2 separate regions of the Mus musculus genome follow, and region 1 is linked to region 2. A link is a contact called in public HiChIP or PLAC-seq data. All regions are on one chromosome and are shown on one strand. Each heading gives the region's core, a stretch centred on a gene start, on an enhancer-like site or on the middle of the called end of the contact. The rest is flanking DNA. Distances are from core to core; before and after follow the strand shown. Region 1 overlaps Agfg2 (ArfGAP with FG repeats 2). Region 2 overlaps Ephb4 (Eph receptor B4).

Region 1 (2,700 bases), core at 39-2,538, 300 kb after region 2:
GCTTTAGAGAGGGCTGGGACACAGGAGGCTACAGACGAGGTCATTTTCCAGCCACTCTGCCACTAGACTTTTGAGTAAAGACTCTCCAGATGCCCTTATAAAATGACAAGCAGTATCCAAGAGGGTGACATCTAAGGAAAGATGAGAGGGAAGCAGACAGCAGAACTTGGGTCCTGTAGCAAACAATAGCTCTTAAATAGGATCTCTCCTGGAGTCTGCTGGGATCAGGTTTCCCAGGCAGTCTTTCTCTGAGCGCTTGCTCACTAATGACTTGATTTAGTTTGGTTTTTAGTCTGAGGCAGCCCGCTTCCGTCTCGGATTTTTGAGACAGGGTCCAGGTTGGCCTCGAACTTGCTTTGTGGTTGAGGATGGCCTTGATCCCCCAATCCCACTGTCTCTCCACTTCCCAAGTGTTGGAGACCACCATGTGCCTTGCTATACAGTGCTAGGGGCATCATGTACAGGGCATGAGCACTCTACCAGATGAGCTATAGCCCAGCCACTCTAGTAGCTGAGGAATGACTCTCAAAATTGACCTCTGGTCTCCACATGCATACGCGCGCGCATACACACACACACACACACACACACACACACACACAGACACACACACACACACACACACACACAGACACAGACACAGACACACACACACACACACACACACAAACACACATACACACCGGGTGGGGACTCAGGAAGCCAAGTGTATTCACTGCAATAGATGCCATCCAGTTGGACACTTGATGGATTAGGGAGAATGATTCAGGATGTTAGCAGTGGGAAAGGAAGAGAACTGGTCATGGGAACAGTGAAATTTATTATGTTTACATTAGAAAAGCAGATTCTAAACCCATCATAAGAAGGTCGCTGACATTTCCTGAAAAGGACAACCAGGAACTGTTAGCAGTTGTAAACACAGAGGCGCTTCCTTGTGAGGGGGACAGGGAGGGGAAGGAGAGGGAGGGGAAACTCAGGCAGGAATCAATCAAAAGCAGACTGCATAGAGCAGCAGACTCACCGTCTGCCCGAGTGTGGACAGGAGGGGTGTTTTAGGAGGGGCGTTTTGGGAGGGGAAGATGAAGGAAGGCTGGGAAGCAATTGGAAAACACAGGGCCTGAATGTATCTGAAGGGAACAGGATGTCTCTGCAGTACAGGACAGAGAGCACCGCTCTGACCTTGGTGTCTGGGGACTCGATTATGAATAACCACAGTCAGTCTGGGGGGCAGGGAGAACACTCCAGAAGGAGGCTGCAGCCCAGGGAAGAGGGCCTATGAGTCAGACGATGTCTCTCTGAATCATACGGAGGCTACTGCTGGCTAGGAACACAGATGTAGAAACCCTTTCCTGCCAGCAGTGGCCTAGGTGTTTTGCATTTAGTTGGGTCCAGTCCAGGGTCATGTGAGTTTCAGGGTCATGTGATGGGCCAGATGTGACTCACTGGCCTGGAATGAAACAGACCCAACCCTCTGGCTAGCATCCAGTGTCCCCAACAAAACTCAGGTCTTTCCCCACAACACCCCCAAATGAGAAGGAGCTACTACTCTTGTGTGATGGCACACCCATGCCAGACAAACTCAGAATTAAATTTACTTGCCCAGCCTGAATAGGGCAATCATTTTAAATTAACTTAAATTAGTTTATTTGCGTGTGTGTGTGTGTGTGTGTGTGTGTGTGTGTGTGTGTACATGCAAGCCTGTGGGGAGGCTGGGGAAAGACATTAGAGTCCGGGTCTATCACTTGATGCCTTATTCCCAAGGCTGAACTTGGAGCGAGGCTGGCAGCCAGAAAAATCCCAGCAATCCCCCTGCCTCCATCTCCCACACTGCTACTGTTACATGTACATGCCTAGCTTTTCACATGGGTGTTGGGGATCCGAGCTCAGAGCTCTTACCCACTGAGCATCTCTGAATCCCCCGGAGGAAGCAATAGAAAGCAAACTGACTACTATGGCTTGAGCTTTAAGTCAGTGTTATTACCTACATTCACTCCTTTCCCTTCCTACTTCTTTCTGAAGTATGGTAGCCTAGGCTAGACCTTGAGCTTGCTCTATTGCAGAGGACGATGCTGGAATCTTCTGCCTCCACCTCCCCAATGCTGGGTTATACTGGTGTACCCTTGGTAGCCCATACCCAATTTATGACCTCATGACCAACCTCTGGGCTTCCTGCATGCTAGCAAGCATCCTACCAACCCAGCTTCATCCCCAGCCCCTCCTCTCCCTCTCGGTCTCTTTTGAAAACCAGGCTCCTAATAGCATCCAAAAGACTCTGCTCTGCAAAGGCAACTTCTTGCGTGTACAGACAACCAGTCTCCCAGGCCTCTTGCTGTCCCTCTCCCCTCCCCTTTGATTTTATTAAACACTAAACACACAAGTATCTCCACCCTACCACACCTTGCCACTGTCAAGCTGGCCTATATTTTTGCTTCTATCTCGATCCATGGAAGCATCAAACCCGCTGAGAGGCTGAGATAAGAAGGTTCTGTCAGGTCAACAGTGGAAAAAAACCAGTTCCACCCAGCAGCTAACTCCTCACATCAGTGCCAATTTCAAACTCGGGAAGTCCTTTCCTCTGAACGCCTGTGTTCGGATTCATACAACCTGGATTTGGGTCTCTTTCCTGCTAGAAGCTCCACTCTGCTCCTTGTAATCAAAGGATAGCCAAACCCGTTCAGTTCTTTTCTAACAAACAAATAA
Region 2 (2,797 bases), core at 182-2,681:
GAGGTTGGTGGTGGTCAACAGAGGCAGACAACGGTGCTTGGAAGGGGGTTCTTAAATTATATTTAAAAAGAAACTTTTTTTTTTTTATAAATAAAAAAAAAAGGGGGATATGTCTCAGTCCAGAGGGTGACTGGGAGCTGGGGTTGACCAGATTTCTGAGACTAGGGGACCCCTAGGAGTGTGGATTTGGAGGGTCAGGTCAGGTGGTTGGGATTATGGTGTGAGGAGGGGCTGGGTGTTGGTTCTCAGCCCCAAGGTGTTTTGTTTGGGTTGGTGGGAGGTGAGTCACTGGCAGCTGGTGCTAACTGCTCCAGCTGCCCCTGCCAAGAGCCTCCGGCACCTCCGGGGTGGGGCAGACACCTTCTGCCCCTCCTCTGTCTCCTTAGCTCTGGCAGGGGGTTGTATAAGAGAAGCCAAGCGTGTAGCCCATAGTCCTGCCCTAGAACTGCTTTAAAAGGATAAGGGGGCACGGGTGACTGTGGGTGGGGGGTCCCAGTTAGGTGCCCACAAACTTAGGCTGGATGTCCATAGCTGGGGTTGGTTTGGTGGTAATGGGAGAGCCAGCATTGGCTGTGAGGGGAGGGGAAGATGGGGAGTGGCTGAAAGGGGGCCCTCACATCTGTGTACTTATGCCAGGTAGCTCTCAGGACAATTCCCCCATTCAAGATGCTGCCCAGGCAGGTTTTCCTGGCCTCCTGGGAAGGGGAGGGGGAGCCGCTCCAATGAGTCTGCTGCTAACTTCTCCCAGACAAGGAAAAGGAGGATAGGGTCCATACTCCATTCCAGCCTCTCCACTTCCCCCACTGTTTTCTCGGCCCCCTCTCTGCTCCTGGGTATGCCTTCCCATTGGGACACCTGTAAGGGCCAGTTAGTGCAGGCTAGCCTGATTGAGCTGCAGTGGATGTGAGGGGTGCAGAACCTCACACACTGGCCCCAAGGCAGTGTTGCTATCATTTCCCCTGCACGAATGTGTGTGTGTGCGCACGCGAATGTGCATGCTCATGCATGAACATTAAGTGAGAAAGACTGATTCTCTGCAGGTCCTCTCATTCCCCTAAAACTGGCCATGTGGGCTAGCCTGGTCAGCCACATGGCCTAGGAATTGTTTCTTCCCTCCACAGTTCTAGAAGGGTAAGCCCATACTACCATTCCCACCGGCCCCTCCTCTGCTGCAAACAGCGGAGCTTCGAGCTTGCTTGCTGACTGAACTAGCTGCCAGAACCCATACCCCTTCTTGTATTTTGTAAACCAGGGCTTGCTAATAACCCAGGCCAGCCTTGGTACTCACTATCCTCCTGCCTCAGCCTCTGGAATTCTGGGATTATGGCATGAATCACACTAAGTCCTTTGTCTCCTCTCCCTGGGTGACATTTAATATCTCTGGAGGGTGGGAGGGGCTCATTACTACCAGGAAGGGGAGTGTCCCAGGGGACACTAATCCAGCCAACTGCCTTTCGCTGCCAAACAGACATCCTGGCTAGATACAGTGACCTCCACAGAGAGCTGCTACGGGAAAGAAAGATGAAGGTCACAGCATCCAAGCAGTACAAAGATGGAGGCCAGGGGGAGAAATGGGGCTCTAGGCAGGAGGTTAACCTGCTGAGGGGCACTGTGCCTTCTGTCCTAGTGAGGGAAACCAGGGTCCTGCAGAGCATGTCCCACCCCTGTCCTGGGCCCTTTCCATAATATTGAGTTTGGCTGACTTCAGGAAAGGTCTCCAAAGGTATAGTTGTCACACAGATTAATAATATCTCCCTGGCCTGTGTCCTCCCTGCCTCAAAGCACTCTGGCCAAGTCTTGGTTTCTTGAGGTCTTCACAGTCTGATCCATTATACACCTTGGCCTCCTTTGGCTGAACCAGGTGGTCACTTCTACCTGGTTGTCAGAATGGCTCCTAAAGCCAGTAACTCCACCCTCGGTTCCCATAGCAACCTCCTGAAGGGCTCTTTGAAGGAACGAAGAATGAGGGATAGATACCCTCTGGAAAAATCCCAACCGGAAACAGGAAACCCAGAATGCCCTTGCTTCCCCCTAGTGGAGGAATTCAGGCTAAGCCCTCTCAGAGCTCAGGGAGCTCCAGGTCAGCAAACTGAGGCCACCTTAAAAAATAACTTGGAGGCGGGTACTGGTGGCGCACGCCTTTAATCCCAGCACTTGGGAGGCAGAGGCAGGCGGATTTCTGAGTTTGAACTCTACAAAATGAGTTCCAGGACAGCCAGGACTACACAGAGAAACCCTGTCTCCGGGGGGGGGGGGGGAACCTTGGGGTAGGGGCATAGCAGTGACATGTCAGCAGGTCCAAGTGCTTGCTGCCAAAAGTGACATAAGCTTGGTCCCTAAGCCCCGCATGGTAAAGAAACACTGGCTCCTGCTTGCTGTCTTCTGACCTCTACGTATGTGTGTGAGCATTAGTAAATGTAAAAGAAAGCCCACTGGGGTGCTGGAGAGATGGCTCTCTTGGTAAAGTGTTCATCACATTAATGAGGACCAGAACCCATGTAAATGGCCCGATGTAGTGATGCACAGCACAAGGACAGTGGAGGAGATATGGGAGGGAGAGACGGTTTCCATGGAAACTGGCTGACCCGCCAGCCTAGCTCCTTGTCAAAGTCTAGTGGGAGACCGGGCAGTGGTGGCACTGGCACACGCCTTTAATCCCAGCACTTGGGAGGCAGAGGCAGAGGCAGGCGGATTTCTGAGTTCGAGGCCAGCCTGGTCTACAGAGTGAGTTCCAGGACAGCCAGGGCTACAACAGAGAAACCCTGTCTCGAGGAAAAAAAAAAAAAAAAAAAAAAAA

The links. HiChIP or PLAC-seq counts read pairs in DNA pulled down with a chosen protein or histone mark.
Region 1: a FOXA1 HiChIP or PLAC-seq map of pancreatic cancer cells shows a contact between it and region 2. The contact joins two enhancer-like sites. A contact is called at or near these places in 1 of 115 datasets of contacts at active chromatin or transcription factors (pancreatic cancer cells) and 2 of 9 other capture datasets (adipose tissue and liver).

Annotation. Positions count from the first base shown.
Region 1 is chr5:137,670,758-137,673,457 of GRCm38.p6, forward strand. All of the region lies in intron 1 of Agfg2 (ArfGAP with FG repeats 2), which reads right to left. Among named protein-coding and RNA genes, the nearest start is that of Agfg2, 13 kb to the right of the region's middle. Within about 2 kb of position 1,289, at least 213 of the 459 cell types and tissues checked have an H3K27ac peak or open chromatin away from gene starts, as enhancers often do. A contact at or near this core is called in adipose tissue, liver and pancreatic cancer cells, where this site is marked.
Region 2 is chr5:137,374,405-137,377,201 of GRCm38.p6, forward strand. It overlaps Ephb4 (Eph receptor B4), which reads left to right. Exons shown (of 17, transcript NM_010144.6): 17 at 1-118. Among named protein-coding and RNA genes, the nearest start is that of Ephb4, 26 kb to the left of the region's middle. Within about 2 kb of position 1,432, at least 61 of the 459 cell types and tissues checked have an H3K27ac peak or open chromatin away from gene starts, as enhancers often do. A contact at or near this core is called in adipose tissue, liver and pancreatic cancer cells, where this site is marked.